Regions from separate parts of the Mus musculus genome. Here region 1 is linked to region 2. A link is a contact called in public promoter capture Hi-C data. All regions are on one chromosome and are shown on one strand. Each heading gives the region's core, a stretch centred on a gene start, on an enhancer-like site or on the middle of the called end of the contact. The rest is flanking DNA. Distances are from core to core; before and after follow the strand shown.

The links. Promoter capture Hi-C pulls out the DNA fragments that hold promoters and counts their contacts.
Region 1: a contact with region 2 is called in a promoter capture Hi-C map of pre-B cells. The contact joins the promoter of Zfp207 here to the promoter of Tsr1 in region 2. A contact is called at or near these places in 2 of 39 promoter capture datasets (liver and pre-B cells).

What each region holds. Positions count from the first base shown.
Region 1 is chr11:80,380,072-80,387,269 of GRCm38.p6, reverse strand. Zfp207 (zinc finger protein 207) reads right to left here and starts at 3,991. Exons shown (of 12, transcript NM_001130169.1): 1 at 3,775-3,991; 2 at 1,241-1,367. The coding sequence starts at 3,815.
Region 2 is chr11:74,893,807-74,901,400 of GRCm38.p6, reverse strand. It overlaps Tsr1 (TSR1 20S rRNA accumulation), which reads right to left and starts at 3,321. Exons shown (of 15, transcript NM_177325.3): 1 at 3,186-3,321; 2 at 2,921-3,024; 3 at 2,000-2,219; 4 at 1,758-1,892; 5 at 824-1,248. The coding sequence starts at 3,282. Sgsm2 (small G protein signaling modulator 2) reads left to right here and starts at 4,332. Exons shown (of 23, transcript NM_197943.3): 1 at 4,332-4,576. The coding sequence starts at 4,520.

The DNA of each region.
Region 1 (7,198 bases), core at 2,742-5,241, 5.5 Mb before region 2:
CTTGTTTTCATTTTCTCTATCATTTATGATGAGACAGACCACTTTGTTATTTTCTTTCACAATATAAATCTGTGAGTTCAAGGTCAGTTTAGTATACAAAATGAGTTGCAGGACATCCAGGGCTACAGAGAGAAACCCTGTCTCAAAAAAACAAAGTCAGATTCCTAGTCCTCCCACAAACTCCAAGTGAACATGCACAAACAATAAACTAATGAGGCTGGAGATAGTTCAGAGATTAAGGACGAACAGGCTTTGGCTTGCAGCACCCACAACTGATAGCTCACCACTATCTGTAACTCCAGGTCAAGGGGGACGACACCCTCTTCTGCCTTCTAAAGCCAACTGTGTACTAATGAGCACATAACAATTAATTGTAAGTTAACATAAAAAGATGCATCTAAATGGCTACTACAATAATACAAAGGAGAAAAGGGGTAGTACTAAAGATCAAATTCAGGGCCTTAAAGATGCTAGGCAAAAGATCTACCATTAAACTACAAAGTCCAGCCTTTATATAAACTATGACATCAGGATGCAAAAATACAAATTTTGAAGTTTTCATTATTTCATTATGAAAAAACTCAAGAGAAGCTGAAGAACTCAGAAGTTAGAGGCACTCCTGATCTTCCAGATGACTTGAGTTTAATTTCTGCCACCCAAATAAGAGCTCACAGCTGCCTGAAAATTCAGCTCCAAAGAACACCTCCCAGCCTCATGTACTCAAACTATGCGTCCAAATCCACACACACAAAAAAAAAAAAAAAAAAAACGGGGGCACCAGCAAGCAAGCAATTTGGACATTGAACACAACAATACTTCCAAATAGGGTGTGTTCTTGTATACTCATCACACAAAAAACTGAATACACTTATGAGGCAGAGGAAAGAGTATCTTTGTGAATTTGAGGGTAGCCGAATCTACATAACAACATTCTAGGTCAGTCAGCTAGAATAAATACTAAGTAAGAACTGTCTCAAAATTAACAGTCAAGTCCACTTATCTTCTTAATGGCCACAGAACAGACGTGAATTCTAGGTAGGTACTCCTGTGCCAAAGCTTGTGCTTATCAATTGGGTTCTATCCCTACCACCTACCAAAAAAAGAGAATAGAACACATACCTGAGTTTTAAGTAGATTTGGCTATTTACCCAATATATAAACAACCAAAGACAAATTCAATATTATTCATGTGGTTACAAATCACAATGGGACAAGGTCAAAACAGAAGAGAAATTCTTACCTGCATGCAATGAATTGCTAAACCAGGTCCTGTGTATAATTTCTTATGACAAATATGGCATTTAAAATGCTTTGCTTTTTGGTGCTGTATAAGGATCTTCTCATCATCAAAATCTCTGTTACAATACCTGGTCATCATTAAGGTTAAAAAACTGCACAAAATTGCCCTCCTGCCAACTAAAGGAAACAAAAGTAATTACATAGTGAGATTCTGCCTCAATATAAATAATATAACAAATGCCTTTCATCTCATCTAACAGGAAATGTTAAAATGACTCCAAGGTTAAGAGCATTTGCTGCTCTTTCAGAATACCCAGATTCTTTTCCCACATCTATAAGGCAGCTCACAACCAGAATGACAGTTCCCGGTGATTCTAATGCTCTTCTGTCCTCCTAGAGCACTAGGTATACAGCATACCTATGTAGGCAAAACACCACACACACACACACACACACACACACACTTCTAATAAAAAAGGAGGGAACTTAATATAAATTCAGTTTTAAAGCTGGGCAATTGTGGCGCATGCCTTTAATCCCAGCACTTGAGAGGCAGAGGCAGGTGGATTTCTGAGTTCAAGGCCAGCCTGGTCTACAGAGTGAGTTCCAGGACAGCCAGGGTTACAGAGAAACCCTGTCTCGAAAAATCAAAAAAACAAAAAACAATTCAGTTTTAGTATTTATATTTGGAAATTACATTAATCATGTACCTCCCGGTCTGAGAACGTAGCTCCATTGTTAGGGTACTTGTCTAGCATGCAATGGGCTGGTCAACTTCCAGCAGTTTGGATGCTGGGTGTAGGGCACACCTACAAAGCCCCAGCACAAGTGGAGGCAGGAGAAACATGCATTTACAGATTTTCGGGGCTATGGTAGTGCATGCCTTTAATCCCAGCACTCAGGAGGCAAAACCAGGCAAATATGAATGAGGCCACCTTGATCTACAGAGTAAGTTCCAGGGCAGTCAGGCTACATGGATGAACCAAGAGTTCAAGTTTTGTGATCCAGCATAGCATGAAGCCCTGCCACAAAGAACACACACACACCCCAAATTTTGACCTTTAAATTATTTCAACATTTACAAATGTACATGCTAAGAGTGTCAGCTAGACAGTAGTGCCTTTAATCGCAGCACTTGGGAGCCAGAAACAAGTGGAACTCTTAAATTTCAGGCCAGGCTAGCCTACAGAGCAAGTTCCAGGACAGACTGAGACACACTGAGAAAACCTGTCTTAAAGAACAAAAACAAATAAAAGGAGTTCCATGAAGGAGAAAGGGTTAACCAAAATCAAGTGAGCCAGGACCAGTGGCACACTGCAGGCAATCTGTGGCAGGAATGACTACATCTGAACTAGATAAACTTGGTATGCAGTCTAAGATCATAAGCCCAAATAAAAATCTTTTAGCCTGGCATACCCCATGCCTTTGATTTCAACACTCCACATGCAAAGGCAGATATTTATTCTGAGTGCCAGGTCAGACAGCAAGACTAACTCAAAATATTTCTTTTCAAAAGAAAAGGCAACTTCAAACTGGGCAGTGGTGATCCATGCCTTCAATCCCAGCACTGGGGAAGCAGAGACAGGCGGAGGCCAGCCTGGTGGACAGAGCAATTTCCAGACAACCAGACCCCCAATCCCAAATAAAAAGACAGAGGGGGGGGGGAGGCAATTTCACAATTCATTAAATATACAATAGAGTTGAAACTGGGAATTCATAATCCATTATACAACTCATGACAAAGGGCACATTCAACTAAGAATCCATAAAATTTCTTCCAGTTTCATTATTAATCTATGCATTCAGGAAATGTAAATTCGCATATACTAAGAGTTCTGACCTCGCAAGACTTTTTCTGTGAGTGCATTAAATAATTCGTGACGGATTTTTAGCTACTTAACTATTTTAAAAACAAATTTGTCTTGAGACAAATAGTTTTCTTGTAATAGATTAAAAAAAATCAGTTTAGCGTAATACGTTATCCACAAAAAAAAAAAAAAAAAAAAAAGAGAGAAAATTGTTTTCCTTCTTAACAGTTTAACCAGTCCTACAAAATTGGGTAACGATAATAGAAACTCCACCCAGTTAAGCAACCGCTTCCCCAAGATTAAGGCGCCCGAAAGAGAGGCGGAAGCCGATTCTTCACCGCGAGGGGGGGGGGGCTAGTCACAGTTCAATTATCCAGGGAGTCAGGACATTTACCCCAAACTCAAGTCCCTTTGTGGGGTCTTCAACGAAACAACGGAGACAGGAGTTCTTAGGGACGACTGCACTTGGGGAACGTCTCCAGGCCCAATGATCGCGACAAACAAGCGCCTGAGTCACCGAGTTCAGCGCCACCAAACTCCGGAGCCCTCTCGCCCGAAGAACCCCATTTTACAAGAAACCACCCCAAATCCTAACCCAGCCACAGCACAAAGGCTCGGCTGGGCCCGGCCGGGCCCTACCAAACAGGCTTAACCCAAACCTATCAGACTTGTGTTCTCAAGAAGCGACACCCACGCTCGGCCTCCACGTCAACCCCACAAAGGATACCAGCACCACGGCTTGAGCTGCTTCTTCTTCTTGCGACCCATAACTGCGCCCTACAGAACAGGCAGAATAGAGGCGGAAAGAAGCTGGAAAAAACAAAAAACAAAAAACCCAAGAGACTCGCAGAGTTCTCCACACCAACCGCCACCAGCGCGTCCCGCAGGAAACAGACACAAAATGGCCGACACCCTCGTTCTATCTCCACCTCCCATCAGCCACCGCGGTGAGAGCTGTGCGGGTCACGTGACGCAGGCTTCGGCCCTGAGTGGCTGAGCGGGCGCTGCCGCCATCTTAATGGGGTTAAGTGGTGGTGGCGCTCCCGGGCTGAGGACGCTGATCCTTTAGAGCTTGGGTCATCCAGTACGTCGGCTATCCCGTATGCAAATTGAAGGGAGGAAAAGATTAGGAGTATAATTAAGGATAGATTACAAATAAATAAAGATAATTGGGACATGGTCAATTTGGGTTTTGTTTTGTTTTGTTTTTTGCTGTTGTGTGTTTTGCTTTTATTTTTTGAGATGGGTCTCTTCATAGCCCTGCTGATAGAGGAAATGACCAAGCTGGCCTCAAACTCAAAGATGCGCCTGCTTCTGCCTGCCAGCGACTGTTTGGGATTAAAGGCACACGCCCGGATTGCGACCTGGTCAATTTTTAAATCTTGTTTCAGTTGCCTTTCGGGAGTGGGGCGTATATGGTCAAGGAAGAGTTACCGTTTTTTTTTTCAGTGAACCACAGTCTAGGAAGCAGTATGGGTGAGATCAGCAGTAGCGATAAGGGAAATGTGAAGTGCTTCAGAATCGCAAAAAGGCAATCCTTAAGCGGCTTCGGAGAACATAGGAATGTTTAGAAAGATGAAAGAAGATGCAGTGGGAGAAAGCTTAAGTTATCTTATTACCTGGGTCTTGTGTCTGTTGTCCCAGCACTCAGAAGGCCAAGACAGAAAATGCTATGAGGCTAAGACTTAGAGGCTAGCCTGGAGAACAAAGCCTGATCTTGTCTTTGAATAAAAAAAAAAAAATTTTTTTTTTAAAATGCAGTGAGCCAAGCATGGATGGTGCATGCCTTTAATCCCAGCACTCAAAAGGCTGAGGCTGGTGGATCTGAATGTATAGCCAGGTTCCTGCCTACATAGAACATTCAGGGTTATGTAGAGAAACCTTGTATCGAAGTTTTAATTACTGATAAAATGCAGTGTTTGAGGATTTGAACTTAAAAGTAACAAGACAGGAAAAGTGTTGCTGGCAAAAGATAATCCTGGAAAATGTGGCAAGGAAGAGTGTAAGAGAATTGGATATTGTATATGCTGAAGTCTCTTGAAACCACAGAAAGGTTCGCAAACAAAAAATGTTGGTGGAACATGCCTGCAATCAGGGAATTCCAGGAGGCTGAGGCTGGAGTTAAAGGTCTAACCTCAGTTACATAGTGAATTAAATAATGCCTGGGATACATGAAACTTCATTTAAAAGTAAGATTGAGGGGCCTGGAGAGATGGCTCAGCTGTTAAGAGCACTGAAACTCACTCTGTAGACCAGGCTAGCCTCAAAAGCAGAAATCCGCCTGCCTCTGCCTCCCAAGTGCTAGGATTAAAGTCATGGACCACCACTGCCTGGCTTAATTACTCCTTTTTTTAACTTTTACAATTTTCTAATACTGCCGCCCAAAGTCTTAGGTTGCCTTTCAATTCTGTCTGAATTCTGTCTTCGGGACAACCTATACTGTGTTTGCACAGATCTATGAGAATCTGATGTTTCTGAGTTCATACGGTTGCTAGGACACTACCCTGTTTTCATGAGATGAACCCCATAAGTGGAATCAATAGGACTCTACAAGCTTGTGCTTTAAAAATGTAGAGTCACAGCCTTGCCTTTAATCCCAACACTGGGAGGCAGAGGCTGGCAGATCTCCAGCCTGGCCTACAGAGGGTTCCAGGACAGCTAAGGCTACACAGAGAAACCCTGTCTTATCAAACAAACAAACAATAAACAAATCAGTAAAAGAGAGAAAGAAAGAAAAAAAAAAGAAGTAAAATCAGGGAATATATCCATGAAACATTTCATGAGTTGTGTTTTTATATTTTCTCAACAAACCCAGGATATTGGGGTCATTTTTAACCTGTTAATATAGATCAGATAGTTAAGGGGCTGGATCTGTATGGGTCTGGAGCTTAGTAGGTAGAATGTTTGCCCAGCATGCACAAAGCTTTGGGTCAACCCTAGGCATTCCATGGAAGCACAGCCTATAATCCCAGAACTCAGAGAAGTAGGCTCCAAAAGGTGATGTCTGACCTCTGTGTCATTTAGTGTGTACATTCCATGCTTAGACCCTACACAATAATGTGAAATTTAAAGATTTATTATTAGTAGTTATAGGTGTATGTGTGTGTCTCTGTGCGTTGGGTGTGTATAACAGGGCCCCAAACCTTAACACAACTGCCTCCATGATGGAACTACCATTTAGGATAGCACTCAGCACTTAGACAGCACTGCCAAAATGGCCTGATTCATCAAAGTTCATAGATATGGGAAATTCTCTAAATGGACTAACGTTGCTTTTTTTCTCTCTTATAGTTCTGTTTCTGGCTAACTGCTCTTGTTAACTAGAGTACGTCAAAGCAGGACAAGATTATTGGGCTAAAAGCTCACCTTGGGAAGTGCTCAGAACTACACTAGGATCCTGAATGTGCACAGTACTTTCTGACTAGCTAACCAAGACTTTCTCTTGGCCTAAACCCACGTCTGAGCAGTCTTCTTGGTATAGATGTCCAAGGAGACCATGAACCTCTGATCTCTCTGGAACTGGAGTTAACAGGGAGCTGTAAATCTCATGACCTGGATTTTGGAAATTAAACTCAAGTCTTTGGCAAGAGTAGTACGTGCTCCTAACTACTGAGCCTTCCAATCCCAAAAATTAAAAATAAAAGTCTTTTTGAGACAGAGTTTTTCTGTGTACCCCTGGATGTTCTAGAACTTTCTCTGTAGACCAAGGTGGCCTCAAACTCAGATATCCTCCTGCCTCTGCCTCTGAGAGCCAACATCCTTGTCTAGCGTCTCAAAATGCTTTTTTTTTAAGATTTATTTTATTTATATGAGTACACTGTAGCTATCTTCAGACACATCAGAAGAGGGCATCAGACCTCATTACAGATAGTTGTGAGCCACCATGTGGTTGCTGGGAATTGAACTCAGGACCTTTGGAAGGGTAGTCAGTGCTCTTACCCCATGAGCCATCCATCTCTCCAACCCCCAAAATGCTTTTTTATAAGTATCCTTTGCAGAACAAAAGACTCTCCCCACAGGATGGGGGAAAATATTGTAAACCATATATCTGTGAAGGGGCTTAGGTCTAGAACATGCACACAACAACTCAGTGATAAAAATACGAGCCATCGCCGGGCATGGTGGAGCACGCCTTTAATCCCAGCACTCAG
Region 2 (7,594 bases), core at 2,072-4,571:
GCCTAGCACTTGCTCTGCTCTCCTACTAACCTGGGAGGTTGTTACTAATCCTGACACTCTCCTGTTTACTACACCACCGTTCAATCAAGGTGCTCTCTTCAGAAGAGTGGGCAACGCCTTTTATCAACACTCAACTGGAGAGGAAGGCTGACCTCTGTAAAATTTGAAGCAAGCCTGGTCTAAGCCACTGCTACATAGTGAGGTCCAGCCTTTTAAAAGTTCAAAGAAAGCCAGAAGTCCAAGTGTGGTGGACACTGCTCCACTCTATGACTAGATGTAGGATCTAAGTCCCAACATAATCCCTTCAGCTCTGCTGAACTAAGTCATTCAAACCTTCCACACACTTGGCTAACTCTGATCTCTCCTGTGCAACCAGCTAGTGTCCTCTGAATTTCCACAGCAGGTCTGAACCTTAACTACTGTAATTTTTAAATTCACAAGTATTTGAATTTTTTTTCCTAATTCAAATTAAGTTCTGAGACAAGAGGCCACATCTGCCAACTGTGCAAAGTATGTAGAAATACCAGATAAATACACTTAACCAGCATGTGTCTGAATGTCTACTGCCTGACATTTCAAACTAGCAGTAGTCTCCTCACTGGCCTCAGCATGCAAACTATCTGCTTTGAAATTTAAAAACCAGGGTGGGTCCACAAGGTAGGAGAGAACCAGACCTTGAACACCAGTGATGTACCACTCTCCAGCATACCAAAATAAATTCAGTAAAAAAGTTGAAAACAATCGCGGGCAAGAAATGTAGGCAAGTAGTGGAGGGCTGGCTTGGCCGGGGTTCGACTCCCAGAAATGAAAACCCCAATCTTACCTCCATTGCCATGTTTGGTTTCTTCTGGGATTTAATCACTCTAGGATTTAAAGGGAACGGATCCACAGGAGCATCTATTTGATTCATTTGGAAATCACCGTGTCCAACGATATGCAGCAAGCTATTTACATTCAGAGTCCTCCCACGAACATAGCCTGAGATTTTCAAGGTGCCCACTAAGTCACTCTCCTCACTAGGCACGAAGTCAGCAACATGGGCAAACAAGTAAGCTCGCCGATCCCGAAAAGCAAGATGCCGTTGCTTCTGGTTAGCCAACTGTCTAAGTAGCATTCCTGATTCCTGCTGCGTGTCTAGGAGCAGAAGTTTGTCTTCAGGGAAGCGTTTCTCCACCATTTTACTTAGCTTCTTTCGGGCATCTATTTGTTTCTTTGGTGGGAAGCCAGAAAGGCCCTGGACAGCTAGTGCTGAAAGGAGAGAAGAGCGCAGGAAGTCATTGTTTGACCACTTGAAAATCCTTTCCAGTTCCCAGACAACCCAGCGGTCAGCTCTGCCGTGGTCCCAGAGATCACTGGGAAACGCAACACTGAGCCAACAACGAAATGTCACCGTGAGTGTTAACTTTCTATTCCCCCACCGGGCACACGACAGCCCAGGAAGAAAAACTCACTTTAATAATATAAAACCAACTGGGCGGTGCACAGAAGACGGGGGCGGGCGGATCCCTGAAAGATCAGGGCCAATCTGGTCTACAGGACCAGTTCTAGGATAGTCAGGGCCGCCCAAAAGAAACTCTTGTTGTCTCAAATAAATAAATAAATAAAAAGAGTAAAATATATGAAAATGTTTACCAAGTATAGCCCACACCAGCAGAATACAACCCATTGATTTACTCCTAAACTTAATCTTAAACACTGTGCCTGCATGACTAGACCAGAGCTGTTTTCTTTGCTGGTATCCAATACAGCACACTTACTATAGGTGGGAAGGCCCTGAGCAAAAAGGCAAGACAGGCAATAATCCCCCGTACTGTCCCAGCCTTCTAGTGGGTCCAGGAGGAACAGAATGGTATCAGCGACTTTAGCCATGTCTAACAGAGTATGCAGATCCCCTGTATACAAAAGACACCATAAAAAAAAAAAAAAGATAGTTAGCACACTATATTCAAGAGAGACAACTACTTAAACACAATGAGAGAAAAGTATCGGACACTCTAACCTGGTCTTGCATATGTGAAAAACCATCGATGTTTCAAGCTAGGGCACAGAAGCATAAAACTCTGGGTGCTTCCCCGTTCACTCAAATACACCGTTCCCAAGTCTTCATTCTGAAGCAGTTTAAATGCCTCTGGAAGGGAAATCCTGCTGTGCAGAGGCACCACCAGCACCTGATGTGGAGGACCATCCTTGCTGCCCAGCTGCCTCTTCTCGGCCAGAACCTAGCAACACAAAGATCCAAGAATACCTCAATCATTTGCTTCACTATTCTATCTTCAAATATACAGGTGCTGTAACCCCAGGGCAGAACTACTCCCCTTTCTGTTGCTTTGTAAAAGTACCAAGGTAATTTTATGTAACGTAAAACATTAGAAAAGATCAGAGCAGGCCGGGCGGAGCTGGCGCACGCCTTTAATCCCAGCACTCATTTCTGAGTTTGAGGCCAGCCTGGTCTACAGAGTGAGTTCCGGGACAGCCAGGGCTACACAGAGAAACCCTGTCTCGGAAACACCACCACCCCCCCCCAAAAAAAAAAAAAAAGAAAAGAAAAAAGAAAACATCAGAGGAGCCAGGTGTGGTGGCCCAAGCCTTTTAACTTAACACTCAGAAGGCAGAGGTAGGAGGATCTGAGTTCTAGGCCAGCCTGGGCTACACAGTGAGACCCTTTGTTTAAAATAATCATGATTTGCAAAAGAGCAAGCCCGTATAAATAAAGATGAGGAAGGACCAAGCATTCTCTCGTAAAAAGCCACGTGTATGGATGTGCTGTCAAGGAGTTTGGCAGGGCCTCGTTCTAAAATGAACACTGCCTGAAGGTACTCTGGGTTTACCTCCGTTTTCGGCCCATTTCCGTGTCCCATTTTCTAGTTTGAGACTTTACCAATCTCAAACCATAAGCTTCCCCACCCCCGCTTCTACTCACCGACTCCCTCTTTTGCTTTCGGAGCTGGCTGGCGCGATGCCTCTGGTCTATTCGGCTGAGCTGCCTCTTCAGCTTCTTGCAGAGGATTTTCGGTCCTACCCGGCCTGGAAGGCAGATCGGAAGTGGCTGCTCTTCTCCTCTCAGTCAAATCAACCAACAAGAACCTTCCTGCGCCGCTTAAGAGCCTTGGGCAAGGGTCCCAAGTCTAGTCTCGGTGTGGGCACGGGTACCGGCTAAGCAGCCCCTCTCCCTCCTGTCTACTCACCTTTGCTGTCCCGTTGTGCGGACCCACCGCCGTGATGCCGCCCGCCTTTATGAGCTTTATTCTGCTGCTTCAGCGGCCCGGAGCGGTGAGCCGCCATTCTGCAGTCCACGTGTGCACCAAGTGAACTCTACTTCCGGGCGGACCCGAGCGTTTCCGGCCCTGGGGACGGACTTCAGGCTTAGCACTTCCGCGACCTCTCGCGAGGTTTTTTGCCGCCAGCCTGCAAGCGCAGCGCCCTGAGTGTCCGCAGAGACGTCGTGGTGCCTTTTCCCACGCTGCAGTCCTCTGCTGAGAGATGGAGGATGCCGGCAGGAGTCTCCCGGCTCCGGCTCTGGATTAGGAGGTCAATTTTGCGCCCATCTTTCCATTTTTGCACGCTTCAGTTGCATCACGTGGGAAGAAATAAAAGTCTTTTCACGTAGACTATTGCACGCCGCTCTCTGCGGTCCCAGTGAACTGTACAAAGGGGTGACATTTGTACCTGAGTGGCCTTTCCTTTCCTCTATTACTCTAATTTCCAACGCGAAGCACTTAGAAGGGGCTCGTGTCACCGGCTCTGGAATGTCTCTTATTCCAACTCGCGCCCCCCTCTTCCCACAAATCTGCAAGATGAACCAAAGCGGATGTCGGCGACCCGGAGGAGGGCGAAGACTTCCCCTTGCGCTCGGGCACCTGTTCTTAGGAGCTCACAGTCGGGTCCTTGCTTTCCTCCTGCAAGCTTTGCGACTGAGCTGCAAGTAATATATGAACACTCCACAGGATCCGGAGGAGTGACAGGACCAGGTTCGAACCACAGTGACGCAGAGCCGAGACCCTGGCTCCGTATAGCTCCTCTCCCAGGGGCCAGAAGTCGGGAGCGGTCACGGTGGTTGAGGTTTGCCCAGACACAAGCACATTCCCAAAGTCCGCCCGCTGCGCGGCGCAGGCCGGAGCGGCTGACTTCCCAGCGCTCACAATGCGGGTTCGCGCCCTCGGGGCGGGAGCCGGCCAGTCGCCATGACAACCGTCCCTGCGGCGCGCGCCCGGCCCCGACGCCCCCAGGCGTCCGCACCCGCCCTTGACCCCCCCCCCCACCTCCCCAGTTGCGGCGCACACACCCCCTCCCTGCCGGCAGTGGGAAGGGGCCGGGCCTGCTGCCTGACGTCTGCGGGGCTCGGAAGATGGCTGCGGAGCTGAGCACCGGGCAGTGGCTGCGGCGGCTGCAGGCGGGGAGCGCAGCGGGCGGGGACTCCGCCTCGCGTGTGGGGCGCTGAGTCGGGAGGCGCGGAGGCGGTGAGGGCGCACCGGGGGCTCGGGGGGCCACTCGGTGCCACCTGCCCGCCACCTGCCGCACCATGGGCAGCGCAGAGGACGCGGTCAAAGAAAAGCTGCTGTGGAACGTGAAGAAGGAGGTACGGTCCGGGGCAAGGTCTCAAGGGGCTCGCACCCCTCCCGCGCTGGCTCGGGAGCAGAGAGGTGGAGGCACCCACGCGCGCGGCTGCCAGCCCACCGTGCCAGGCGGGGGCGGGGTCCTGGGCGGGCCGCGCCCCACGCCCCTCTCTGCATGTCCCGGGCAGCGCCCTCGGCCAGGGTCAGGCTTGCGCCCTGGGGCTTGTTTGCTCCACGGTGCTCCCGTTCCCCGCCCAGTGACGGCAGCAGCGCGGGGAGACCGCGATCGGGGGAGGGGTGGCGGCGATTGCTGGAGAACCCGAGTTGCCCATTCATTGCGGGTACTGCCCGGGGAGGGGGCGGGGTCCCCACGGGCCTCCTGGAGGCTGCGAGCCACAGTTCCAGGGGCTTCGCCCTCGGGTGTCCAACACACCGCCCTCTTGTGTTCCCCTGGCAAGTGAGTCGTGGCTAGCAGAGGGTTCGCTGCACACCTCACCGTTTCTCCCTCCACGCCCACCTCCTTACCCAGGAACTCGGGTATTTTTAAGAATGGTTTTTAAGACTCAGATTATTTTTGCCCTTTTGAGGGAAATCCTTCAGAAACAAGAGTTTCTCTCCACTAATTCCCTTTACCTTGACGCTGCTTAGAAGCTCATTTCAATTTCGGGGGTTGGGAGGGGGGGGCTGCTCATACGAATGACTCACCAGCTTGTGAAAGAGCCTGCAGTGTAGATGAGATGAGTGAGGCCTCCCTCCTCAGCCTGCCTCTCTAGCTGGGTCTACCAGGTGTGAACTATGGAAGGCAAAAACAAAACAAAACAAAACAAAAAACCTGTCTGCTTGTTCACTGTTTTGTTTCCAGAGCCTGGCACACTGGTAGGCACTCTAATAAATATAGCTGCTGATCCTGGAAACTGAGGTTTGGTGAGATAGTCTTGAGTTGTCCAGACTTACTTGAGCTTTACTTGTGAACTTGAGTAAAGTTACTTAAACTCAAGTCTTGGTTTCCTAGTTTCTTTTTAAAATAGGATAATACTGTTTCTCTCACATACATAAATGTATCATATTTTTTCATGCACCCTTGGAGTTTGACGGTGGTTTGAGAAGACTCTGGACTCTCTGCATTAACCCTGACCTGGCTCGTGTGCCCTAACTGTTCCCTTCCTTCTTGACATCACCTTTCCAGCTTGCATGAACAGCTTCACTGTGCTTTTGCTGTGAAGTGGCCAAGTGAGGGTTTCTTAGGCCAGGCGAATAGGAACTATGGGCATGTTGTTAACGTTATTTAAGACCCAGATTTGATCATTGATTGGGTATGTAAGGAAATACTTTTGAGAACATGATTTTCTTCCCACTATTCAAAGACTCTGTTTCAAGAATGGTTCCTTGGAAAACTGAATTTGTGCTGCAATGATGTATCTGCCTGGCAAAGGCTGACCTGCTCTGAACTCCACCTAGCTCCCCTTTTAGTGCTTGGTTTACAGAAAATGCTATAAGAGACAGTTGAGAACTAGAGGCAAGACTCTCCTCACAGAGGACCTCTGGACTAATCCTAAAATCATAAGTAGGTCCTCCCCACCTCTCCAGCTGCTTCAGATACATCCTGTTGATCCTTAGCTGTGGGTTCCTGCAAAGACTCCCTGGGAAGTAATCGAGGAAGCTTTTAACAGCTTGGAGTGCAAGAATCGATCCAATCGGATCTTCATTTACCTAACCACTAACCATGAGCCCTTCCTTCCAGCAGGGAGAACCTTCCAGGTCCTTCCTCCCTAGCCCTTAGGTGCTCTGCCACTCTTCATGTTAAGAGATGACCTTGGCCTGGTGTGGTGGTGTATATGTTTAATCCCTCTGGGTCCCTACGATACCCAGGCCAACCAGCGTTATATAATTAGACGGACCTTGAAAGTAAATAAATAGGTAATTAGGTGAAAGAAGACAAAACTGACTGGGAGCCAAGGTGTCATCAGGACACTGCATCCTGTCCAAAGGATGACAGCCAAAGGTTAATGTGGAGCAAATGCCTAATTTCAAAAAATAAAAGAGAAAGCACTGGAGAGCCTGCTCTGGCTGCTCTTCCAAGTCTGATTCCCAGAAGTCACATGACAGCTAACAACTGTTAGCTCTAGTTCCAAGGGAGCCAGTGTGCTTTTCTTGCTTCTGCAGGTATCCCATAAATGTCGTGCACAGACATCCATGCAACAAAAATATCCATTCACATAAAATAAAGATAAATAAATCCTTTAAAAGGTAAGGACTGTCTCTGCTCGTGGCTTATTCTGTAGGATTTTATACTGGGGTTGAGGAAAGCCATCTCTGACTCCCACTGGTATTATCTGCCTCCTGGCAGATTCCCCCATGGAATCTGGCACAAGTGTTAAGAGCAACTAGAACCTCGTTCTGTTGATGGAAGTGCAAATTGCTATAGCCACTTGGAGAACATTTTGGCAGTATTACTAGACACTAAAGCAGAATATGTGCATCAGAAATTCCTTGCCTAGAAATATAAATTTTTGAAAGCCAGCACATATGTTCACCAGAAGATATGTCCAGATGTTCATATGATTCATAACAACCCCAAGCTGGAAAGGCCCTAAATGCCAGTTAATTGTGGTATTGTCACGCAATTGGGAATGAACAATCTACATTCCCAACAGACACAACAGAAACAAATCTCACAATCAGTCAAGCAAGCAAAAGAAACAACTCACAAAACACCCCTTTACTGTTATTCCATTAATTCTTTTTTTAAGTGCAAAACTAACATAAGAAACCAGAGGTTGGGCCTGGCGGCATAGGCCTATACTCTCAGCACCTCAGAAAGCAGACGTAAGAGGAATGAATGGGTTATAGAGTAAATTCCAGGTCATCTTAGGGAATTTAGTAAAATCCTATCTCAAAAAATAGAAGAGGTCTTGGTGGCTCATGCCTTTGAACACAGCAATCAAGAGGCAGAGGGAGGCAGATCTCTGAGTTCCAGACTAGCCTTGTCTAGATAGTGAGTTCTAGACCAACCAAGGCTACATTGTGAGACCCTGCCTCAA